Regions from separate parts of the Mus musculus genome. Here all the other regions are linked to region 4. Evidence: chromatin contacts called from public Hi-C and promoter capture Hi-C data. All regions are on one chromosome and are shown on one strand. The core of a region is the stretch at or near the end of the contact, and the rest is flanking DNA. Distances in the headings are between cores, read along the strand shown.

Region 1 (4,896 bases), core at 65-2,564, 510 kb before region 4:
TCACACACACATTAAGCACATTCAGGATAGAAACCCAGTTGTATCCATTTCAGTCTCAAACCTGGGGTTGAGTCGCAGAGATGCTCAAGGAGCATGAGGCTGCCTCTCTTTAGACCAACCCCCCCAGCCCCCGCCCCCAGGCCTATGCCCTGCTCCAGGCTCCAAGCGCCATGGAGCAGAAGGAGGCGTCTCCAGGCCTCAAGCCAGGGCCAGCTGCAAACCGCATCCTGGGTCCCCAGGCGGCACGGACCCGCCCCGCCCCTCCCTCGGCTCCCCGCAGGCCCGAGCCTTTGTCAGCCACGCGCTTACAAGCTCACACACACATATCCGCGCTGCCACGCGCGCGCACACTCCGGCTGCCTGGCGCACACCCGCAAGAGGCGCACACACTGGCCGCACGCATGCAGGGGGGTGGCTGAGACCGAGGAAAGAAGGAACAGACGGGCCGTGCAAGCACAGACGGCCTGGACTAAGGGAAAAGGAGGAGAGGCCGGGGAACCTGCGGCTGTGGAGGAAGGGGGCGCACAGGCGATAAGGCAAGAGAGACGCAGAGGAGACTCTGGGAGGACAACGGATGAGCCGTCAAGGGCTTGGCGAAGGCTCACAAGCTGCTCCAGGGGTGGAAACTCCACCAATCCCTAACACGGGGAGCGTGGGGTGCTTTGGATTGGACCCATGGAACGCCAAAGCATCGCTTGAACAGAGGGTCCTTAGGGACTCTCCAGAGGGCTTGGATCTAGGGAGCTGGCAACCAAAAGCTCCCTAGGGCATCTGGGATGGAAGGGCCCTGGTCCTCGGGCTAGATGGGGCATTTGCTCACCTGCCACAGTGTACCTGTCCAGGTAGTTGAGCACGTTGCCTAAACTCAGGATGGCAGCAGCTGCCCCCCGCCCTCGGCCTAAGCTGGCCGGTTTGGGCTGCGGCGCGCTGGGGCCCTTGGCAGCTGCTGCGCAGCCAGGGGTGCTGGGGATGCTGGGGAGTCCGGACGGGACCCGCCTCACGCTGCCGGACAACGTCTGCACCTCTTCGTCGGCGGACACGACTCCAGCGCCCCCAACACCCCGCGCCCCGCAGCAAGCGCTACCTCCAGCCCCTGGCTGCGCCCCCCGGCGCCGGCGCCGCCGCTCGGCGTCCGCCTCCTCCTCCTCCGCGCCGCCCGCCGCCGCCGAGGCGCATTCCAGGCACATCATGCCGGCCCGGGCCGGGGCGGCGGGGGGCGCGGGGGGCTCGGGGGACGCGAGGCCCAGCCCGGGCCCGCTCAGTGCGTGCGCGCGCCGCGGAGCCGCCGCTGCACCATCCCGGCCCGGCCCGTCCGCTTCTGCGCTCGGGCTCCAGCCCTGGCTGCGCCGCTGCTACTGTTCAGTCAGTGAGACGCGCGGCCCCGGCGGCTCTGACAGCTGCGGCCGGCCCCGCCCACCAAGCTCGTGTGCCCAATCACCTCCGGGCTCAAGCCACAGCCCCGCCCCGCACGTGCTGCCCCGGGGGGTGCGGGGGCGCCTGGCCGCACAGCCCCACCCGCCTGACGGGGGCGCAAGTCACGCAGTAGCGCTGCGGCCACGGAACCCTCGGGGATCAGGAAGCGATTGCGGGGAGCTGCAGCACCGATTAGGATTTAGGTGAGGGAAGAAGGGTACCCCAGACCCTACTCAACTTCCACCCTGCCCCTGCGATGGGAGAGGACCCCTGGCTGAGGCCGAGGAAGGCCCATGGCTTAAGCTACGCATTAAAAAAAAAAAGTCTCAGATGGTCAAAACTGGGGAACCTGTTGTAGAGCTGACTCCAACAGTTACTCACCTTAATTCAGTCTGTTTAGGCAGCGCTGCCTAAGAAACATGATTGGTGGACCCAGGACACAGACCTCATGAAGGTCCATTGCTCTCCTCTATAGAGAAGCACCTCCATGCTATGACCTGGGCTCACTCTGACCATATCTCTACCCCCCATAGAGTGGAGCTTGTGAGAACCAGGGCTCGGATTAGAGCCCAAAAGAACCAGGAGGGCCTCCTCAATGCCAGGCAGGGTGTCCTACACCTGTAACCCCAGCGTTTGGGAGGCTGAGTCAGGAGAGATCCAATCTCAGACAAACGAGAAGGAGAGGGGATGGAGCAGAAAAAGCCTTTGAGGGGGGTACCATCTCCCCAAAACCCTTAGTGAAAGTTGGAAAGCTGGATCCTAGCCTATATCTGCTCTTGCGTGTGGCTTAACATTGGACGAAACCTCTATCTTTCTGGGTCTTTGTTTCTATTGGGGGAATATAGTCCAGGTAGTTGAGCACGTTGGGGGGGGGGGGGTTGTCAGTTCTGGAGAATGGCTAGGTAGCTTCTGTGTAAAGAACAGTCTTCTCTTGTAAGTCCATCATTTGGGAGGCAGAGGCAGGTGAAACTCCGAGGTTCCAGGCCAGCGAGTCCAGGCCAACACGTCTCTAAATAAATAAATATGTAAAAGGAAAGAAAGAAGTTAAAACCCAGTATAGCATGTTCTCCCTAGTATGTGCCAAACCCTTGGTTCAAATGAGAGAGTCAGGGGAGACTTAATTCAGCCCCTCAGATATCCAGTGGTTTCTGTCTGTTTCACAGACAGACTTCAGGTCACCAAGGTGACCCGTCATAAACAGACAACTAGTCAATGGTCTGGTTGGTACGAAGCCAGGGCCCTGAAATCATCTTGCTAGTGCAGGCTGCTCCAGAGCCCACGTCCACAACAGGAACATCTTGTGAAGGTGTCAACCACAGTGAGTCATGGCATAGCCAACGGATGACAAAGCATAAGGCACTCAAGCACACACACACACACATACACACACACACACACACACACACACACACACACACACACACACACACGAACACACACACACACTCCACTGTCTTAGTGAGCAGAGTTAATCCCCAAGCTGGTGTTTCTTGGCGCCTTCAAGGTGTCTTTTAAATTCTGTGAACTGACTAAAAATATGCTTCGGCGTGTTGAGTATGAATGACTGTGACGGAAGGTTAGGAAAACAGATTTCATTCTGAAAGTTGCCTGCTGCCTCTTTCCAGCTGGCTGGATTCTGGCCTGTAAAGTCAGTCGGGGGGCGGGGGTGGGGGGGGTTTCAATGCGTGGCCAGGGATAACAGGTGATTAGCAGACAAGCACAGACCCAGAAGCTCCATGGGGCCAGATCTGTGTGGCTGTGCCAAGCGAGAGGACCATGTCTGCTGTGGATGCTGCCCAGCTGTGTATCTGTGAAGGAGGCTCTGCACGATGGCTTTGCACTCTACCCAGGCTGCGTCTCAATTTCCCACCCCTGAACTCTCACCCTTTCACAACCCTGGCCTGCAAGGCCAGTTTTGGTTTTGATCCACTGCCCTTCATCTCCACCCCTGGTTGAATTCTAGAGTAGGAAAAGAGGGCAGTCTTTTGAGTCCTTCATATGTGGGGCCACCAAGCAAGCCATCCATTCCTATTATGAGACTTCTAACTTAAAGGCAGTTTCTGGAGTTGATCCTGTGTAAGATAAAGGGCCCCAACCCATGGGCAGGGCGATAGAAACAATAAGCTCTTTCTGGCTGTGTGGCTGCGCACAGATGAGGGCTTTGTGAGAACTCCTGGCAGCATCCTAAGACCATAGGATGGGCCTCTGGGTATTGTTTGTTTTGGAGAGGGGTTGAGGTAGAGTCCTGGCTGTCCTGGAACTCACTGTGTAAACCAGGCTGACCTCGAAACTCATAGAGGTCTGCCTGTTTCTTCCTCCCAAGTGCTGGGATTAAAGGTATGAGCCACTATGTCCTTCAGACCTGTGTGCTATTATTTCTGTCTCTGTGGCAAGGATACTGAGAGACTCTGGAGAAAGAAGCAGTCTGCCCTCCTAAGCTCCTAAGCTCTCTTATGGCTACCTCCTAAGTCAGTACCTTCCTGGTTAGCCATCATTCTACCCACATCTTCTTCAGAACTCTTTTCTTCTGGACAGGATGAGAATCTGAACTCAGCAGTGGCTCCAGGACCTTCTGATATTCATTCATCTGCTCCACACTGTAACTGCCACACAAGAGCTAGCACATACCTATAATCCAGAACCAGAGAAACTGAGGCTGGAGGATTGCAAGTTCCAGGCCAGTGTGACCCACACAGTGTGACCTTTTCTTAACAACAAATTCCAAAACAAGTTAGGTCAGAACATTAGGTGCTATTACTCCAAGGATAACTATATTTGGGAAACGGTAGGGTAAACAGAGATATTTCCTTATTGAGAGACGTCTCAGATCCTTTGCTATGACTGTGCTGGCTAAATTTATGTCAACTTAACACAACCTACAGACGTTTTGGAATAAAGAACCTCAACTAAGTAACTGCCTCCACTAAATCGGTATGTGGGCAAGCCTGGGGTGCATTTTCTTGATTAATGATTTATGTAGGAGTGCCCAGCCCACCATGGTGGTGTCATCCCTGGGTAGGTGGCCCTGGGTGCAATAAGAAAGCAGGCTGATCAAACCACAAAGGACATAAAGTAAGAAGTGTTTCTCCATGGACTCCGCTTCAGTTCCTGACTTCAGGTTTCTGCCTTGAGTTTCCACCCTGACTTCTGTCAATAATGGACTGTGGTGTGTAAGTGTAAGTAAAATAAATCCTTTCTCCCCCAAGTCGTCTTTGGTCACGATGTTTTGTCACAGTAATGGAAACTAGCCTGGATAATGAGTGTGTGCATTGCAAGTCTCTCAGAAGCAGGGAGAAGCTACCATATGCCCACAGACAGTTTGTAAGACTATGATGGCTCTACGGCTCTACAGACCATTCTGTGAGAACATACAATGAGCTCCATCAAGGCTGGTGATCTAGAGATCTGTTCCTCTCACCTCTGGCATCTCCACATGGTAGCATCTCCCTGGCTTAGGCTGTGGTAGCTTCTCTTATCACTTGC
Region 2 (5,384 bases), core at 552-3,051, 330 kb before region 4:
CATACATTCTTGGCTCTTTCCTGGATTTATAGCTTTCTCAAATTCTATCTACTTATTTTCTACTCTAATTATAAAATGCTTATCTTTGAAACTAATTACTTTCTTTTTAATTCTTGATACCTGTGCTACATTTTATGTTCACCTTTCCATGGGAAAGAAAAGAGAGCTTTAAAAAAAAGACTTTAAAAAAATTGTGTTCATGTGTCTGAATGAGTTATATGAACATCATGTGGGTGCAGGTGCCCCTGGAGGCTAGAAGAAGGCATTGGATCCCCTGAAATTGGAGGAATAGGCAGCTGTGAGCTGCCACATGCGGATGCTGAGAACTGAACCTTTGCAAGAGCAGTAAGTGCTCTTAACCTCTGTGTCATTTCTCCAGCCTTACATCATTCCTTCTCCATGGTTATGCTTTTTATTAGCTTTATTTTTTCTACTTCTAGCTAATTTCTGATGACTTATTATTTGGAGGCAGGGTCTCATGTATCACAGGCTAGCCTTGAATACCTTGCTATGTATTAGAGGAGGACCCCTATTCCTAGTTGTCTTTCTGCTAGTTCCTCCCATTGTCTTAGGACCTAGTTTTCTTCCCTTTTTAAAACCCTTAATTTGTATTATGTACAACCTTCTTTTAATCCCCCCACCCCTAAAAACAAGAGAAAAGATCATTCTTTCTCAGGCTGATACGGTCTTTCTTATTTGGCTTAGGCTGGCCTTGAACTTAAGGGAATCACCTTGAGTTGCCAGGCATACACAGACTTCCCATATTTAAATGTTAATTTTCTCATCAAATTATCCCCTTCATTGTGCACATTCTTTACCATTTTTCCATTTAATCTTTTATGGACTGTTTCTTACTGCTTACTTCAAGTGTGTTTTTTTCTTTTTATGCTCTGAACCCTCAGCTTACCTCTTTACTATTTGGAAATATTTGATATTAATAGCATGGCCTGCAACTCCCCCACCCCACCCCCCAACACACACACACAATGTGTTGATAGACCCTGTGCATGCAGTGCCTATGGAGTTCAGAAGAGGGTGTCTGATAGCCAGGAACCAGAGTTACAGATGCTTGTTAGTTTCCATGTGGGTGTTGGGAATTGAAGTCTGGTCTTCTGGAATATCAGTCAGTCTGAAAAACAATATTTATAATTAAAATTTCAATCTGTACTGAAATGTGCAAAGCACAAAGTTAAAAGGGTCCCATGTTTTACATCCTACAGTTAATCATTGTTACATGTAATGTGTTGTTCCTGTTGTTATTATTGCTGCTGTCATCGTCATTATTTGATTGATTTTTTTTTTTTTTTTTTTTTGGTGACAGGATTTCACTATGTATCTCTGGCTGTCCTGTAACTCATTCTGGAAACCAGGATGGCCACCAATTTAGAGCCTGGCTTTTTTTTTTTTTTTTCCCTTCCCCTTTTGAGATAGGAACTCTGTCATTTTTTCTTTTCTATATTCTTTTTAAAGATTTATTTAATTTATGTTTATGAATACACTGTAGCTGTCTTCACACATACCAGAGAATATCAGATTCCATTACAGATGGTTGTGAACTCAGGACCTCAGGAAGAGCAGTCAGCGAGTGCTCTTAACCGCTGAGCCATCTCTCAACCCCTTCCCCCCCTTTAAATATACATATATAACAATAGCTCCACTCACAGTCCCTCACCACAGCCCTCGCAGCTCATAACCACAGTGACTAGAGACTCTCCAAACTTGAGGGATGAAGAGCAGCATTCTGTTGAGTGTTAACATTACACATGAGCGTAAACATACCAGCACATAGTCAGCAGAATTCGAACCAGTGCATGGAGAAAAGGATTTCAAATCCATTGCCTTAACCACTTGACCATGACCACAGCTGTGTTTCTATTTTTATGTCAGTGTGCAAACATCTTTCCCCATCTTTTAAAAATTACTTGTTAGTGTGAGTGTGCATAATGTGTCTGTGGGCATGTGCTCCACAGCATAGATAAAGAGGCAAGAAGACAAATTTGTAGTTTGTTCTGTCCATCCAGCTTTAAGTGGGTTTTGGTGATAGAGCTCAGGGGTCAGGCTTGTATCTCAAGTGCCTTTGTTTCCTGAACCATCTTATCAGTCTAATACACACCCTTTTGAGATTGGGTCTTGTTGTGTAGTTCAGGATAATGTTGAACTAGATATCAGGTGCTAGAATTCCACGACACTGTCACCATTTAATCATTGTTCTAAGGTCAACTTGGTTTATTTTAGCTGTATGGACAGTTAGTTGTGAGCTGCCATTTGGGTGCTGGGAATCAAACCTACATCCTCTGCAAGAATAAGTGCTCTTAACAACTGAATAATCTCTGTAGTCTTCAGCTACCATTCATATATTCATCTGCGCAGGGATTGCTATCCACAGTGGACTGGGTCCTCCCATGTCAGTCATCAGTTATGACAGTCTTTCACAGACATTATCACAGACAAATATGACCCAGAAAATTCTTTAATTGAAGTGTTCTCCTTTCAGGTGGTTCTAGGGTCAAGTAGATAATAAAAACTAACCAGGACACAACCCATTTTCAGAGTGTTACTGGGTAGTATATTAGACAGTGCAGACATAGAGCATCAGTATTGCAGTATTTCTACTCTGAAAAGTCAGTAGTATAAAACCTCTTTGGGAAATCTTTTTAATTTATTACTGTCCTTTTAATGAAGTTTTAATATATGATGAAATGAACAAACAATTAGATAAAAGAAGTGTGGCAATCTGATCCCAGAGAGGGAAATCACAAAATATATGCCTAAATTTTAAGATGAGAAAGAGATTGATGGGTATGGCCAGAGCAGAGAAGAAAGATCATTTGAAACCGATATAGAAAATTCAGGAACTTGAGTCATGCAGACAAGATTAAACTTCCTGAATTTCATTTGAAGACATATACTGAAAAGACTTGTACCATATCACCAGTGATCTGATCTGGACACCTGTTTCCAGTGTTCCTTTTATTTTTACTAACTACCTGAGAGTTTAACAAAGCAGTATTTATAGTGGTATGTTAAACTGCATATTTGTATTCAGGAAACTAATTTTTTGTCTACCTTTTTGTTGTTTTATTTTCCGTACCCTTTTATGTGTCTGAGTGACTTGTAAAGAGTAACTTAAATGCATGAACTTGGTTTTTCTTTTATTTTTTTCAGTGAAGGTGGTGTTTTTAAGGCTCATCTCACTTTCCCAAAAGATTATCCCCTCCGGCCTCCTAAAATGAAATTCATTACAGAGATTTGGCACCCAAATGGTGAGTTTTCTAATTTTATTTTTACATTTGCAAATATAATGATTTGTCACTAAAGATTTCACAGCTACCTCAGTAAAAGTGCTTAGTGATTTTATGTTTGTTTTTTTGTGTGCATATGGTCTCGTAATTGACTCAATACAAAGGTCCAGCCTGCCTGCTTTTGGTATCTATCTGTCAGTGTTCACATGCACAGCCACACACAGGCATATGTTCATACATGGAAAAGAAATAATTTTTTCAAATTAATGAACAGATGGAGGCAATCATTTAATAATTCCACTTATGAAATGTGTAGAATATGCAACTCTGAAGACTCAAAGTATATTCATGGTTGCTTAGGACTAATGGAGAGTTTGAAGGGGAAGAGGGTCAATATAGATTATACAAGATTTTGTGGGCAGGGTTGGGGTGGGGTGATGAAAGTTACTAAAATGTATGTGCTTTGGTTGTATAACTGAGAAGTATACTATATAGAAGTAATTGGAGCGCATGCTTCAAATAGTTGAGTAATGTGGTGAGTGTTAAAGTTATTATGGATATCTGGTAAGATTGTTAAGTGAGTTAAAAGAAGCTGTTGCCATGTAAGCTTGGTAATCTGAGTTGATCCCTGGGACCCAACAGAGGTCGGGGTCGCACCCCACTAAGTCATGCTTTGGCCTCTGCACATGGGCTGTGGCATATATGTCTATAGATACACATAATAATAATAATAATAATAATAATAATAATAATAATGTAATTTGAAAAAATGCTACATGGCAAATAATAATTTGTGTAGCTTAAATGTATTTCAGTTTAGACTTCTCTCTCCCCACCCCACCCCACCCCTCTCTTATTGATGGCTTTATTTGTTCATTGTTTTGGTTTAGGGTTTTTTGGTTTGGTTCTTTCTTTTTTTTTTTTTTGAGACAGGTTGTCATTGTAGCCTTGGCTGGCCTGAAATTATGTGTGTAGATCAGGCTGGCATTAAACTCAGAAATTATCCTGCCTTTGCCTGTCGTGTGCTGGAATTAAAGATGTGTACTACCATGCCTAGCCCTCACACAGGGTTTTCAAGTGGATTTAGTATTAGGAATAAAGCCATTTGTAAAGAACATTGAGATGAAAGGGGAAAAAAAAATAACAAGACAAAACATTGTATGGGGAATAGAGCATTTTGGCAAGATAAGTGTAAATATTAAGTGTATAGCTAGCTATGGAGTTAACAACAAACATCTCACAGAGAACATAGTTGTCATCCAACATACTCTGGGAAAACTTACTTAAATCAGAGATCACTAGAATTTAAACAGTATTAGTATAGAAGAACTTTTGTCTTGAGTAAGACAGCCATGATGGCATCAGAGTGTATTTGTGGGCTACATAAATGACATATTTCTTTAAAAGTATGATTTGGCATGATTCCAGTTTTGGTCATTCAACCTAAAATGCATTCTACCAACATTTAATGATGCACTTGAAGACATGATAATTGAAATATGACAAATTTAAAAGAACAAAACTGATTGTGTGATTCTGCTTCTATGAGATCTTCAGTAATTAAAATGGGGCATTTTTAGATATTGAAGAGGTAGGGAAAGTGAAGAGTTTGTATACACAATTTGATCTGAGGAAAATGAGTAGTGGTTGTAATTGTGTATCATTGTGATTATTTTTAATTCTTAACTGAGAAATGGTAGAAATTATAATTTTATTCTATGAATATATTACAATAAAAATGAAATTCATGTCAACAAATACAAATCTTAAGAGACAGATGGTCTCATTTTGAAGTGGTGTGAGAAATTAAAATATTTTAAGATTCTATAGCTTTAAATCTAAAATGATTCAAATTTAAAATGACTAGTGATTTTTGTTTCTGAGACAGGGTTTCTCTGTGTAGCCCTGGCTGTTCTGGAACTCACTCTGTAGACCGGCCTGGCCACTAATTCTTAGAGATCTCCTGCCTCTGCCTCCTGAGTGCTGGGGTTAAAAGCATGCACCATCACTGCTCTGCCAAATGATTTTTTTAAACCGTTTTATTTTAAAATTACTATTGTGGTGTTTGCTCATTAATGTATGTATGTATGTATGCATGCATGCATGTATGTATGTATGTATGTGTCTGTCTGTCAGTCAGTC
Region 3 (5,248 bases), core at 1,327-3,826, 450 kb before region 4:
TCTTTCAAGGTCCCAAATCCTATTATGTTCTCCTACTTAAGGTTTTCTCCCACATGGTTCCCCATTGCCTGGACCAGAAATTACAAGCTCCCCAGGCTGGCATTCAAAAAGCCTGTGATCTTGGACCAAACGCCCTCTGGGGGATTGTTTCCCCGCTTTCTCCCCACTACCCCTTGACTCCTCTGATCAGTACTGCCTTGATTGACATGTCTCTGATCCCCACCCTTAGGCCCGGGTCAAACGCTTCCCATGTATGAATTCTGAAGTCATTCATCCTCAGGGCTGCCCTGCTGGCACCTACCCCACTCTGTCTCACTTCAGACCAAGCTGGGCACATGGTCTGTGCCCCTCTGAGTTGCTCAAAGATACAGCCCTGCTCTGATAATGTCTGCAGACCCCAGACTCCCATTCATTCTACAGAGGTTCCCAGCTACTCTAAATACATAGCTGATGGCCCAACATTGGGGCTTTGGTCATGGCCAGCAGTGGCAGTTACTCACCTAGGCTTCCCAGCCTGCCTGACTCCATTCATCTGCACCATTCCCTGCCTCTCTGCCTTGCATGGTCGTTATTGGTAAACAATTCTCTGAGCCCTGTAAGTCAGTTGCCCCTGCAGTAGGAACCACACATCTGAGTTTCTCCTAGGTCCTACCAGAGGCACATTCTCTCAGTGCTCCCACTCACAGTGCTCCCGCTCTCAGTATTCCTGCTCTCAGTACTCCTACTCTCAGTACTCCTGCTCTCAGTGCTCCTGCTCAAAGTACTCCTGATCTCAGTGCTCCTGCTCAGAGTGCTCCCACTCACAGTACTCCTGCTCTCAGTACTTTTGCTCTCAGTGTCTGCTCTCAGTACTTTTGCTCTCAGTGCTCCTGCTCTCAGTATTCCTGCTCTCAGTGCTCCTGCTCTCAGTACTCCCACTCTCAGTGCTCCCACTCACAGTGTTCCTGCTCTCAGTACTCTTGCTCTCAGTACTCCTACTCTCAGTACTCCCACTCTCAGTGTTCCCACCACAGTGTTCCTGCTCTCAGTACTTTTGCTCTCAGTGCTCCTGTTCTCAGTGCTCAAGCTGGAACAAGTGGATGATGAAAGAACAGCTAGGCATGCTGTCGCACCTGTAACCTCAGCACTTAGGAGACAGAGGGCAAGAGGATTGGGAGTTCAAGATCATTTTCAACTGCATAGTGAATTCAAAAGCAACCTGATCTTACTTAAGACCTTGTCTCAAAAACAAACAAACAAAGAAAAGAGGCTGGGTGGTTTCACCCCAGTAAGTGATCTGCAGCCTCTCCTGAATGGTCCCAAGCCAGAACAGGGCACAATGTGTGTGGGGGCAGCGGTGTGAGTGGGTGGATGGGACTGTGCTCTGCAGCAAAGGCGTTGGGTTCAGGATGGAGCTGCAGGCAAGGTTACGGAGGGCAGAGCAGCCCTCTACATCAGTTATTAGAGTGCTTATCCAGCATGCACAAAGACCCTGGGTTCAATCCCTAGAACTTCATAAAGCATTGTGGTGGCAAGCCTGTAATCCCGGCCCTAAGAAGGTGAAGGCAAGCATATCAGCAGTTCATGATTATTCTCAGTTACATAGCGAGTTTGAATCTAGCCTGAGCTCCATGAGGCCCTGCCTCAAAAAAGAAATGAAGGCTGACAAGATGGCTTAGCCTGTGAAGGCGCTTGCTGAACAAGCTTGGAAACCTTAGTTCAATATCTGAAGCTCAAATAAAAGTGAAGGAGCATGCACACACAGGCACACACACATACACACACATGTGTGCACGCACATGCATACACACTCTGTCTTTTTAAAGAAAGGGCTGAATATAAACTGATGAAGGAATGAATGGGTGACTAGATGAGAAAAGACAAGTGGAGCCCAGACACAAAGGAGTGCGTAAGTGAGAGACAGAACACAGAAGCAGGTTGTACCCTGTTTCCAATAAGAAGAAAGGCAAACTGTGCAAGGTAGGCCAGCAGCCGGCTGCCCCAGAAACAGTGCAGGCAGAGCCATTCTCACTTGGGAGCTTGGCCAAGCTGCTCTGCCCTCCGTAACCTTGCCTGCAGCTCCATCCTGAACGCAAGCAACGCCTTTGCTGCAGAGCACAGTCCCATCTACCCACTAACACCCCTGTCCCCACACACATTGTGCCCTGTTCTGGCTTGGAACCATTCAGGAGAGGCTGCAGACCACTTGCTGGGGTGAAACCACCAGAGCTGTGCTCCTAGAGAGGTACGAGGGCTTGGAAGAAGAAGGCCACCAAGGATACACAGTTGTGGGCTTTTAGAAGGGGGGTATCTGAAGATACTGCCCCACGCTACCCCTCCCATGCTCACCTGGGATGATGAACCAGTTCATGTAATTCAGAAGGTTGATGTAACAGAGAACAGCTGCAGCCAAGTAAGCTCTCCAGCGGGGCAGGCTCCAGGGGACGGGTGTGGAGGGAGGCAGACACGTACCTGAAGCCAAGGCCCCATACTGCCCACCTTGGCTCAGGCTCTGGCTCTGTGGCCCTCCTGTCTGAGGTTTGAGACACTCTGTGGACATCCCCTCAGCAGTGCTAACTGCAACTTCTCTGTCAGAACGGGTGCCGAACAAAGCTACATCAGCTTGCCACCAAGTCACTTCCTGTGGGCTCCCAGCCTCTCAACCTCAACAGGCTGCCCCTTTAACTGCCAGACACCTTATCATCGCAGGTTCCTGCTGAGCACAGCGCAGCCACACTGGTGGGATTTCATCACTCTAGGCCTCTTAGCCCTGCTGGGGTAAGACGCCATGCACTGGTGATTGGATAACTCTGTGGTCCCTCAATCTAGCCTATGGCTGCAGCAGGGGCAGTGAGGAAGAGACGCTCCTAGGACAGGAAATGAGAGGAGTGTCCCCAAGCCTTGCTCACTGCAAACTGCCCTGCCTGTGCAGAAGATGGGCCGTTAGCACAGCCATGAACCAGGTTAGATACAGGAGGGTAGGTGTTGACCAGGATGGTAAGGAAATTGCACAGAGGAACAAGATAACAGAGATATCTGAAGACATAGAGACAAGCTTATGTAAAACTAACCCATGGGGGCTGGCAAGATGGCTCAGCCTGTGAAAGTACCTGCCACCAGGCCTGCTTGACATATGTTTGATCCCCAGAGCCCATATGGTGGAAGGGGAGAACTGCACAAAGTTGTCTTCTGACCTCCAAACATAACATACACCAAGGCACACAAGTGCACGTGCAGGTACAGGAGTACTCTCTGCTCTGTCTCTGTCTGTCTGTCTGTCTGTCTGTCTGTCTGTCTCTGTCTCTCTCTCTCTCTCACACACACACACACACTTTCACTCACATCCATACAGACACAGAATAAATAAATTTTATCAACAAGGAATAAGTCTAGGGAGATGTTCTCAGGGGAGCTGTAGAAATTGATTGCCAGTTGCAAGGGTAGAAAAAGTACAAATACACAAAGCCATCAGTGATGGCCCACACCTGTAATTCCAGCACTTGGGAGGTGGAGCTAAGACTATCAGGAGTTCAAGTTCACCATCCCTAGCTACATGGTGAGTTTAAAGCCAGCCTGGGCTACATGAGACCCTATCTCAAAACAAAACAACATTAAAAAAGAGTAACCATACAGGCCAATGAGATGGCTCAGCAGGTAAAGGCACTTGCTGTGTAAGGCTGACAGCCCAAGTTCAATCCCAATCCCAGGTAAAGATGGAAACTAACTCCACAAAGTTGTCCTCTGATCTCTATACATGTGTCATGGTACATGTGTCTCCACACACATCATGCACACGCACACAATATATTTTAAAAGTATTTAACAGCCAGGCATAATGGTCCATGCCCTTAATTCCATTTAATTCCAGCACTTGGAAACATAGGCAGGCAACTGTCTGTGGCCAGCCTGATCATGATCCACAGACAGAGAGGTCCAAGTCAGTCCAGTCTATGTAGTGAGAAGACACTGTCTCAGAGCCAGGGGTGGGGGCTGGAGGGTGCTGTGGGGTGTTGGGCAGAGATCTGACAGTTATGTGCAACCACCGCCTTTGCCTGGCATCTGTACCGAAGGGGAAATGCACAGTGCCAGATGCCAGATGAATGGATAAAATTAGAGTACAGAAAGTAGATCAGGAAAAAACTTCACAGCTGTCCGATGCGCTCAGGTGCCAAGCATTAGTTATGTAAACAAATGCCCTTGATCTGAAGTGTCTGCGGGCTGCAGTGTCTACGATTTACTCTTTCAAGTGGTGCTGGAAAACATTAATAGATCCTAGAGTTAGTAAGCAAACAGGGGTGAAGGTTGAGGCACAGAAAGATGGCTCAGTGGGGTTAAGGGTGATTGCCACCAAGGCTGACTACCTGAGTTTAATTCCTGGGAACAACAAGATAGAAGCAGAGAACTGACTCCTGAAAGTTGTCTTCTGACCTCCACATGCATACACACGAAAATAATAAAAATAAAATACAAGCATGTAAAAATGTCAAGTAAAGCAAATGAGGCAAAACATTAGCAATAGATGAACCTAAGGCAAAAGTTAGATGGTGTTTCTGGTCTTATACTGTAATCTTTCTGTACGTTAAAATGATTTCTAAGTAAAAGTTAAGTCAGAAAATGACAACCCGGCTTTAAAATGTACAAAGCACTTGAGTAGATGCTTCTCTACAGATACACAAATGACCAACAAGCTTGTGAAAGGCTATGCAACATTACTTAGAGAAACGCAAGGCCAAACCACTAGGAGATACCACCTCACACCCACTGAGCCACGGCAATAAAGAGAGGAAATGACTGGTGTGGGCCAGGCTGCTGAAACACGGGCAGTGTCGGTGATGCAGCCACAGGAGATAGGGTTAGTGGTCCTCAAAAGGTTGAGCCTAGAACTGTCATGGGATCCAGCAATGCGCCTTCTATGTACATACCCCACAGAATGAAAAGCAATGCGCCTTCCGTGTACATACCCCACAGAATGAAAAGCAATGCGCCTTCCGTGTACATACCCCACAGAATGAAAAGCAATGCGCCTTCCGTGTATATACCCCGCAGAATGAAAAGCAGGGATTCAAAGAAATATCCTTACACCCAGCTTCGCAGCAGCACACATATGCATATAAATAAAAGTGAAAATATGAAGTAAGACTAGACCTACAGAAGCAGCTAGGAGTGGAGTAATAGTCGTAGTGTGTGCATGGCCCTGAATTCAATCTCCAATATGAAAAGAAGGAACAGAGGGAGGAACAGAGGGAGGGAAGAGAGGTCAGAGAGAAAG
Region 4 (4,721 bases), core at 403-2,902:
GAGGTGAAGTGGGGGAAGAAGAAGAGGAGTATGGGAGAGGGCGGCTGTGGCATGAAGCAACATACTGGACAATGACTGCCTTCCTTTTCCTTTCTTCTCTCCATCCTTTCTCTTCTCCCTCAATTGGAGCAGGTCCCTCTCTAGAATATGGCGTAAGCATCGTCGGGGCGGGCACAGAGATGGCTCAGTCTTAGCACCCACCCATTCCTATCACACACAATTCATTTCTGGGCCTACTGCTGTAACAGCTGCACGTGAAGTCAGCTGGGAGAGGGACATGCCCTTTTGTTTGGGGTCAGGGTAAGGTCACAGAGCCTGCTGAAGCTCTGACTCCTTAGGAAAAAAAAAGCGAAGGATGTGGTTCCCACCACCCTGGCTCAGTGGCGTCAGACAGTTGAGAGAGTTCCTACTGGAATGTCAGTGTGTGTGTGTGTGTGTGTGTGTGTGTGTGTGTGTGTTTTCTATTCAAGAGGTTGGGGCTGGTCCTGGGTGCTGGGAGGGGACATGCAGAAAGCAGCCCAGTTTGCATAAGGGTTCGGTGCCAGGCCCAGGGGCCATTCGCTCCCTGTTAGTAGCTCATGAGGAAGAAGATTCCTTATCAGCACTCAGCGTGGGTCGGCTTGGCCGGGGGTGCAGAGCAGTGAAGGTTACCAAGGAGACCTGTGCTTCAGGCTGGTTCTTCTAGTAGGCCAGGGTGAGAATGCTTCCCTCTGACCCTAGGTGCACAGTGTGAGCCAGCCTGATCAGGTTCTTGGGACCCTATGCTCAGGGTCTGCTTTACTATTGAGGAAGGCAAGGGTTGTATTGGACCTGAACCCTAATTCAACAGTGTATTTTAGTTCTCTGTCCTGGAGGTTTCTGGGACCGTCCCCCAAGGGCTTCTTCACTCTGGGGAAAGTGTTATGTTGTCCCACTTTACAAGAAGCAGACTTAGAAAAGCCAGACAATGCCCCCAAGCCCTCAACAAGTGACACAACTGCCTAATATCAGGCTTTCCAAGCTGGGTCTCAGAACTCCCTAGGGATAGGTGACCCTAGTCTCGTCTAGATGTCTACCTCCCTGTCTGTTCTGGTGGTAAGGATGGGATGGGAGTGGTGTCAGGAGTACAGTCAAGCAGGTCAGACAGAGGGAGAGCAAGGTTGCAGATAGAGATGCCAGCCTGAGGCTGAAGTTAATGGGTATAGACCAAGCTTGGACTTGAAGGGACTGACGAAGAGGGAGTGTCCAAGGGTAGCTCTAGGCTACAGGACTTGACATCAGTTCTGTTCATCTTCCTGCAGGTCCCCAGGACTGAACTGTCTACTCTGAGACTGTGGGGGTGGGGATGGAGGTAGAGTGTTGAGGGATTGTCCTGGCGAGACCCTTCAGTTCTGTCCTGTCAGGTTCCTGGAGTGGGGGTAGCCAGTAGCTTTATCTCTGGCCCTGTGGCTGGTGGCCATGGTGGTTTCCGGAGAGCAGCTCCTGTTTCCGGAGGCCCAGCAGGGCCCAGGCGGAGCCTTGAGGGGTAGTGGGGCTGGGCCTGGGTGGCCTCACTGGCTCCGCCTCTGTCTATCTTTGGGAATTTATTTCACGGGGCACCACTGGCCGGTACTCCACTGCCTGCCAGCAGTCAAAAGCTGCTCTGATCACCCTGGGTTTTTCCCTCCTAACCCAGATCCCACCAACGAACCTCCAACTCTGGCCCCACTTGGCCTGCTCTGTTCTTAAGGGGCTGGGAAGCCTCCAGCCACTCCACTGCTCTCTCTGTAGACACAGATGCTAGCCTGCCCTTGACCACAGAGGCCGTGCGGGGGGCTTGTCTCTGAGCCCCTTCTGGCCCACCATGGCTCGGCGGCTGCAGGATGAGCTGTCAGCCTTCTTCTTTGAGTATGACACTCCCCGGATGGTGCTGGTACGAAACAAGAAGGTGGGAGTCATTTTCCGTCTGATCCAGTTGGTGGTTCTGGTCTACGTCATTGGGTGAGTCTAAGTCCCCCTCCCAACACCTTTGGGCACCAGTCTTCTACATGTGCCAATCCTCAGAGCTCTGGGGTACCCTTCATCTCTCCAAGCACTGGAAAGCTCTCCTGGTGAGCCTCCATGCCTTAAGAAGGAATAGGCCCTGTTAACCTACTGTCAAGATGGAGACACCAATGCAGGATAGGACACGCTACTCTGGGTGCATGGTGACCAAGGGGCAACACCATTGTGGGTCCTGAGGACATTGTAAAAGGCCCCTTCTAGTGAGTGAGTGGCACGCCCTGCAAGAGCCCTTTTCACCTCCAACTTTCCTCATGCAACTGAAACAAAGCAATGCCTCATTTTACTCGCCAGAACATAGGCTCTGTTCCCGTCTCTCCAGTCAGAACAAAGGACAACCTGGGAAATCCAGGTCCCTGGGGGACTAAAAGACAATTGGATTCTGAACACTTAGCATCTTGATGGAGACACAGAGCAGGAAGTAGTCTCCATTCCCAAGTGTGACATCTCCTTCCCTGGCACAGGGTCAGAGCAGCACAGGTCTCCTTCAGCTATCTGGCTAGCCTGGGAACCATGCAAAGGCTAGCAGGCCAGGCAGGATCTTGTGTTTGCATGTGTGTTGTGTGGGCTAACATGGTATTCTATGACTGCCCATGTCCTATATATTTAGCCATGTACCGGTGGTTTTATATACCTGGTTGGCTACGCAAGCTTACAGCTGTGTCTCTGTCTGCCCTGGGTCTGAGGTAGCTGGGTACCAGAAGTGTCACATGTCAGGAGCATCATGCTTACTTACAGTCACACTAAAAAGAGCCTCTAGAGGCTATGAGATCAGTAAAAGGGTTGGGTCCTAATGGGAGCCTGAGAACGCCCAGTACCCCTGCCTGCCTGTGTTGTGTGGTTCTGAGGGCTCTGCAAATCCCCATTTGGGGGGACTGGGACTAAGAGCCCAAAGAGTTACTCATGTGGTACTAGCCTCTTGGGAGTATCTAGTTCCTAGAGTAGCCTTTCTTCTGCTCACTGATGCCCTAAGATTCAGAGCTAGTCAGGTGCAGCCAAAGCCAGGATCCTTCAGCTGCATTTCAGGCTATGTCTTGGTCACAAATCAAGTTGGTCAAGCTTAAGAGGAAGACTAAGGCCCATAGAGGAGCCCTGGAATTTCTAGGTCACTAGGCAAATCAACCCTGAACCTTTGCTCTGTCTCCTCATTTCCCACTCCCTACAAAGTTTCCAGGAAACTTTCTGATGGGTACCAGTAGCCTCCTGCTGAGCACAAGAGGGGCGTAAACGTCCACCATTAATTATTTGCTAGTTCCTCAGGAAGGAGAAGTCACTACTCAAGCCCAGCCTGTTTCTCACTTGGGGAGATCAAAATGGTTGTCCCTACTCAGGCCCCAGGGGCTCTCTACTTTATTTTCAGAACTGTGGCTAGGAGCAGTGTCTGACTGTCACAGGGACAGAACAAAAGGGATAGTCTACTGTCCCTACTGCCCCTTAGCCCTGATCTATACCTCCTGTGACAGGAACCTTACCCCATCCCTCTTTCCTTTCTTCTGGCCTGAAATGGTCTATCATTTTCAAATGTTTCAAATGTTTCTTGTTGGTGTGAGGGTGGGGGTATCAGAGGTGAGGGATGCAACTAGTCTTGCTAAAATTCCCAGTTCACACAGCAGAGCCAAAGGCAAGGTCTTCAGGTCCCCAAACCCAGGCTTCTCTGCCCACTAACTAGGGCGCTTACTAGCTCCAGCAATGGCACCTACTGTCTCTGTCGCCCTCATCTGGCCACTGCCAGATGCTACAATGACTCCTGCAGGTTAAACTCCTGAGCCTTGCTCCACTGTTACATAGGACAGCGGTTGGAGAGGACCTTTCCTTGTGAAGGGAAAGGGCTTCGCTATAAGGATCCTCCTCTTTCCTAGATGTTTGTCTGGTCCTGTGGGGGCTGCAGGGAAGTCGGGGGTGGGGGGGACGAGAGAGTCAGTCTCTGGGCACCAGACAAGGTGAAGCCCACATTGGGGACGGGCAGCATGGAGGTGGAGAGGGACACAAAGTCAAGCATTGGAACACAGTTCTGATGAAAGTGGCCTTAGACTTAGGCAGGCAGGCAGGCAGGCAGGCAGGCAGGCAGGCAGGCAGGCAGGCAGGCAGACAACAGACAAGAGGCTGAGATGCCAAGATCTGGAACAGGCTCAGAGGAGGAAAGTTAAGGCTTTGGACTCTATTGGTCATGTTCTTCCTGTACATTCAAGGCAAGTGGGGAAGAAGCCCTGGAAGATGGAGACTCTGCTGGCCTGGGTTAAGGTGATGTCACAGGTGAAATGCTCCAGTTGGAGGGATTGGGCTATGAGACAGACTGGTCTAGCCGTTCCTGCTGGAAAGCAGAGGGGACACAGGGTAAAAACTTCGTTAGGTGGGTTTAAGTGGGCTAGACTGGCCAGGTATGGAAGTACGAGTTTAACCCTAGCTAGTTAGAAGTAGGTGGATCTCTGTGAGCTTGAGGCAAGCTTGATCTACATAGTGAGTTGTAAGACTCTAAGGCAGCCAGGGTTACACAGTGAGACCCAGTCAAGGGGTGGGGGGTTGGGGGACAGCTGGATTTTGTGTTTGTTTGATTTTTGAGACAAGGTCTCTCTACATAGCCCTGGCTCTTCTGGAACTCACTTCGTTCTGGCTTCAAACTCACAGATATCTGCCTCTGTCTCTGCAACCCAAGTGCTAAGAATACATGTGTGAGCTACCATGTCTGGCTCTGGTTGAATGTT
Region 5 (4,775 bases), core at 85-2,584, 270 kb after region 4:
ATGAGAGAGATCAAGGAGCTTTTAAGTTAGTCTCCAAAGAAAAGTGTGAAAGCAAGGAAAGTTTCAACAGAGAGCCGGGAATAGCCTCATGCCCAGGATGCTGAGACATCAGAAGGGAATAGCCTCATATCCAGGATGTTGAGACACCAGAAGCAAACCTGGGCCAAGGCTGAGTCAGGCCCGGGCAGGTGAGGAAGAGAGAGGCCACATTTAATTGAAGGTAGGGCTTTGATGGTGGTGTTTCTGGAACAGTGACGAGGAATCATGAGCACAACTGCAGGTTTCCATGGATCAAGTTGCAGGTGTGTGCCCTCCCGAAGCCACACCTGAAGCTACTCTGCCCTGGCCTGGCACAGGCCTTTCTCTCTCATGGGCTAGACCCTGCCTCATTCCTCCTCCCCAGGCCTAGCAGGTTGTAGTGATCAGGGATCTGGGATCCCGCCTCCTGGGAACAGTCGGGAAAGTCCCTGCTGCATCAGCCAACAGCACTGTCTCGGAGCAGGGACTTCCATTCTAAACCTGTTGTGCCTTGCCTACACAACTTCCCTGCGGAAGATGTGCAGTTCCTGAGTCAAGTTATGCTCCACCCCTTTCCCAGAAGCCATTTGGGCATGTAGGGAGGGCACAGAGTTTTCCTGTAGTGCTCTGGCCTTGAAGAACAGTGGCACAAACTATTGCTGGGTGAATAAATATTGTGACAGTAACACCTGCTTGTCACAGGTTAATGAATTCACTCTAGGCCTTGTTCTATCTCTCCTCAGTTGCACCCTCATTTATGCTCTACCTTCCAATACAGGTTCGTATGATTGACAGGTGAGGAAACCCAGGCTTGGGACAAATGACTTGCCAAAGATCACAGAGGCAGGAAGTGGCGAGGTTGTCACACACAAATACCCATGATACATGTTATCTGTTGGGAAACATTGGACTTCCTCTGTTTCTGAGGGATTTGGTCCCAAGAACTATTTTTGAAAGATGGAGGTCAAGTCTTACAACTGGCCACCAGGATAGCCTTTGGTTGTAGTCTTGATTACGTATGTAGCTTCTATACCTCCATCTTGTCTCTCCATGACAGCCTTGATCAGTAAGTTCCCTGTAATGGGTCCCATTTCCCAAGTGAGGAGACTGATGCTATTAATACCCTCTGAGGATCAAATGTATGAGGGAAGGGCTGGGACTATAGCTTTGTGCCACAACAAGCACCTTTCCTGCCTTTTCTCCTATGGGGTGAGGCTGTTCTGTGGGTGTGGAGGTGACTCACGCAGGACACGTGGGTGGTGGGTGTGGCCTGCCTGATGCCGAGGGCAGGTGGCCCAGCCAGTTTTGCCTCTGATGCCTCATTCCAGCTGTCAGCTATCTCTGTGCCTACGATGAGAGCCTCTGGCCACCTCAGCCACCTTCCCGACGGTGGGTTTTGGGCCCCAGACATGCGGTGATCTCAAGGCAAGGACTGCCACCACCATCTGGAACCTGCCAGGTAAATCCTTGTCACCCAGAGAAAGCTAGTGTTCCCCAGAAAGACTAGAGTGCGGGCCTGGAATCCTCTGGACCATGTCTGCCCTTTGCCCATGGGTCCTAGGAAGGTGTGGGGAGAGCTGGGGTTCCTTTTAACAACAGGCAGAGGAGATAATGCAGGTTCTGACAGGCCCAGGAACTTTCTGGGAATCTCAGGAAGAGAAAGCTCCCGTCTCTTTCAGCTAGCTTAGGGGTGGATGTGAATCTCCATGGCTGGAGTGTGATGGGTGTTTAAGACGGGAGCAGCTATCCCAGCGCTGAAGAGTGACCACGCCCAGGCACTCACGGGTTATTGAGATAGCAGCTATGGAGGTCTCCTTCTGGCCCCTGCCTGGTCTGCGTCCCTAGGACAGGCTGCTTCAATCAGTGTCAGAGCCTTGGCAGGTGTGACATGGTATTTCTCGGGTGAAGGAGCTGGATCGCAGGGCAGGGAGAGAGTCCAGCAGGTGAGGATGCAAAGCAAAGCATATAGGGTGACTCAGGAGTTAATTATAGCTGCTGGAGCCTGAGTCCAGACTGCTCTGACCCCCGCTCACCCGAGCTGTTCAGAGTAGCCCACACTCATGGCCCTAGCACAAGAAAGATGGAGCAACTGGTGTCAGGGGACCGACCACTCAAGCTATTTCTCAGGAGAGAAACCAGAGGATGAGGGAGGATGAGGAACACCTCTGTCTACTTCTGCTCTTGACTCAGCAAAGTCTTTTTAGCCCCACAGGTCCACTGATTGCTTTGGGTAGAGGAAACATAAATACCTATCTGGCTTTGGCTGCGATAGATGTAGGCAGGGGCTGAAAAGTTACTTCTATAGCTAAGTAAGCTATCTGAGGTGGCTTGCATTAAGGTTGGTCCCCTGACTTCAGAATTACCTCTTCTTGTCCACACTGCCTTTCTATGTCTATCCTTCAAGGTTAGCAGCCTCTTCCCCCTCACCATGCTCTTCATAACAGCTTCCCCCAGGTCACCGGTCTCTCTTGTCCCCATGGCCTGTTCTCCTTCAGGCTCTGTTGCCTATGTAACCCAGAACCTTTCCCTGCTCCCTGCTTCCCTGACATCAGTCTCAGCTTCCAAGTTCTGCTCGAGGGCTTCACAGTGTGGCTCAGCCTGCTGCCAAGCCCTTCGCTGCCAGGGCTCTCCATGAACGCATACAGGGTCTCCAGCTCCACCCGCTTTACCCTCATTGAATTGCTTTGAGCCCTGGTCATTGTGCAGGCTGTGCCCCCAACCCAGATGGCATTTCTGCTGCATCCCAGTCTGTAAACCATCCTTCGAGATCCATTTCCTAGTCTCTTTGGAAGGTTTATCAGTACTTTTTTCTAACTCAGCCCATACTGACCATTAGTAAAGCACGTTTGAACTGAAGGGTTGGTCTATATCCTAGAGTAAGGGATTCTATGTCTTCTAGGTAAGAGGGTGTCTACCAGGGTGCCATGGTTTGGCTGTAATTAGCTTGTCGGGGAAGAGCAAGAGAAGGGAAGTGAGTGAGCTGCAGAGACTACCAGCAGATGCTGAGAAATCCAAAACCTCCAGCTGTGTTATTCAGAGCAGCATCTAGAGCAAAGGAGGTGACATTGATGTCCTGTTAAGTGTTAAAGTTAAAGGTTCTGTGACCTTGACAAATAGATCTGAATACAAAGTCTTAAGTAGGACATTGAGAAAGCAAAGTTAAGTCTTAGAAGTCTGTCTAGAGAGTAATATGGCAGGAGATGGTGATGGGCAGTTAGAGGCAGGGTGGTCCTTTTCTGGGTGCTATGCTGGGCTCTCCTGGTGCTTTGGAAGCTGGGACTATGGAAACTGTAGGAACAGTTTGCCTGTTCCCAAGAAAGGCTGGCAGCCTGGAAAATAGGGAGTGAGCTCTCTCTTGGAGGGGTATAAGCAGGAGTTGGATGATATCCCATGAGAGTCTGAAGCCACCAGAAGTAACCTCTGCCCCTCAACCTCAGCATATGCCTTAGGCTCCAGCAATGAATGCCCACTCCAAGGAGATGGCGCCCCTCATGGGCAAAAGAACCACGGCACCTGGCGGGAACCCTGTTGTACTGACAGAGAAGAGGCCAGCAGATCTCACCCCCACCAAGAAGAGGTAAGACTGAAGGCTTGGGCCTGAGTGTTGTACAGTATGGGACACTGGAGGCACCCTCCAGGAATTCCTTGCTTCACACAGACTCAAGACTCTGTTATTTGGTGTGGCCTGGTAACAGGCTGGGTATAATTGGAGGGACAGCCCTGCATATTCAGGTGCCTTTGCTGAGGTCTTGATGACCGGTATAGGAAGAGGGTCTCCTTGGAGGAGTTGGGGGGCACTGAAGCAAGAACATTCAGGAAGACTCTTGGAGGGATAAGAGTTGCTGAAGCCATTCTTGAGAACAGGAGTAAAGGGTGGGTGCTATTCTAGGTAGTCAGGATCCTCAGGTGGGCATGTTTTTCTCTCACACACAAGTGGCTTTCAATATACTGTGGAATCAAGTCTGTGTAATGGGATGTATTGGGAAAGCCTGGGAAGGCAGAAGGCACTGTGAGATGGATTCAGTATTGTGCAAAGTAGAACTTGTATTTACAGAACTTACAGAATAAAGCATGTTTTGGGAGGCAGCAAAACAGGAGGCTCCTGGCACCCAAGGAAGGAGGTAGATGTTTTGGGCTAAACTGGATAAAGAGGATCATAGCTAACCAGAATATGCCTGGTTTGTCTTGTGGCCACTGTCAATTAACAAGCGGGGGCACATAATACTTTTGGCTGAGTTTTTTTCTTTTGAGACAGGGTCTTGCTATTTTTCTCAGGCTGGTTTAGTACTTGATATAGAGCCAGAAAGTCTTGAACTTTGGATCCTTTACTTTCTGAGTGCTGGGATTTCAGGTGTGTAGCACCACACTCAGTTTCAGCTATTTCAATGGCTGTGTGTTTTGTAGGGCTTAAGATGCACGGCCTGGCCAACTGGAGGGAAAATGGAGGTTACAACTGAGATGACTATAGTTGTGTCGAGCTGCACCTGTATACGAGGACACTACTAATGACATCGACTTAAAAGACACAGTTAATTGCCATTATGCTGACAATGTGGTGAACACAGTCAGGGTGGTCAGTGCTCAGTGTGTGTTTTTGATTGTGTGGAGCTCCTGGGAGCTGGGCAGGGCTGGAGTGGTTTTGTCTCACTTCCAAGTTGAGGATATGAAGGATGGTGGGACAGAGAACAGCCTTCTAGATCTCCATGGCTGATCTTGCATTCTTCGGTTGATTGGATACCTTTCAGTTCGGCCAAGCT

Evidence for each region. Promoter capture Hi-C pulls out the DNA fragments that hold promoters and counts their contacts. A called contact is a pair of places that touch in the nucleus more often than the background predicts. Capture Hi-C pulls out chosen DNA fragments and counts their contacts.
Region 1: a promoter capture Hi-C map of liver shows a contact between it and region 4. The contact joins the promoter of Spns2 here to the promoter of P2rx1 in region 4. A contact is called at or near these places in 4 of 39 promoter capture datasets (the C10 cell line, the HPC-7 cell line, liver and 1 more), 1 of 484 Hi-C or Micro-C datasets (the HPC-7 cell line) and 1 of 9 other capture datasets (liver).
Region 2: a contact with region 4 is called in a Hi-C map of the G1E-ER4 cell line, with 2.2 times the contacts expected there. The contact joins the enhancer-like site here to the promoter of P2rx1 in region 4. A contact is called at or near these places in 4 of 39 promoter capture datasets (hippocampal neurons, neutrophils, pre-B cells and 1 more), 3 of 15 datasets of contacts at CTCF or cohesin (the NIH/3T3 cell line, large pre-B cells and pro-B cells) and 5 of 484 Hi-C or Micro-C datasets (the 63-12 cell line, the G1E-ER4 cell line, embryonic fibroblasts and 2 more).
Region 3: a contact with region 4 is called in a promoter capture Hi-C map of pre-B cells. The contact joins the promoter of Spns3 here to the promoter of P2rx1 in region 4. A contact is called at or near these places in 17 of 39 promoter capture datasets (the 3T3-L1 cell line, 3T3-L1-derived adipocytes, the C10 cell line and 11 more), 17 of 484 Hi-C or Micro-C datasets (CD8 T cells, the G1E-ER4 cell line, the MNK3 cell line and 11 more) and 1 of 9 other capture datasets (liver).
Region 5: a contact with region 4 is called in a promoter capture Hi-C map of embryonic stem cells, with 3 times the contacts expected there. The contact joins the promoter of Trpv3 here to the promoter of P2rx1 in region 4. A contact is called at or near these places in 2 of 39 promoter capture datasets (both in embryonic stem cells), 8 of 484 Hi-C or Micro-C datasets (embryonic stem cells and epidermal suprabasal cells), 1 of 115 datasets of contacts at active chromatin or transcription factors (stem cell-derived neural progenitor cells) and 1 of 9 other capture datasets (adipose tissue).

Annotation. Positions count from the first base shown.
Region 1 is chr11:72,488,606-72,493,501 of GRCm38.p6, forward strand. It overlaps Spns2 (spinster homolog 2), which reads right to left and starts at 1,315. Exons shown (of 13, transcript NM_153060.3): 1 at 821-1,315. The coding sequence starts at 1,190.
Region 2 is chr11:72,669,795-72,675,178 of GRCm38.p6, forward strand. Ube2g1 (ubiquitin-conjugating enzyme E2G 1) reads left to right here. Exons shown (of 6, transcript NM_025985.4): 3 at 3,166-3,263. Among named protein-coding and RNA genes, the nearest start is that of Ankfy1, 18 kb to the right of the region's middle. Within about 2 kb of position 1,802, at least 15 of the 459 cell types and tissues checked have an H3K27ac peak or open chromatin away from gene starts, as enhancers often do. A contact at or near this core is called in the G1E-ER4 cell line and pro-B cells, where this site is marked.
Region 3 is chr11:72,547,670-72,552,917 of GRCm38.p6, forward strand. Spns3 (spinster homolog 3) reads right to left here and starts at 2,577. Exons shown (of 12, transcript NM_029932.3): 1 at 2,329-2,577. The coding sequence starts at 2,539.
Region 4 is chr11:72,997,493-73,002,213 of GRCm38.p6, forward strand. It overlaps P2rx1 (purinergic receptor P2X, ligand-gated ion channel, 1), which reads left to right and starts at 1,653. Exons shown (of 12, transcript NM_008771.3): 1 at 1,653-1,959. The coding sequence starts at 1,823.
Region 5 is chr11:73,266,186-73,270,960 of GRCm38.p6, forward strand. Trpv3 (transient receptor potential cation channel, subfamily V, member 3) reads left to right here and starts at 1,335. Exons shown (of 18, transcript NM_145099.3): 1 at 1,335-1,477; 2 at 3,456-3,595. The coding sequence starts at 3,477.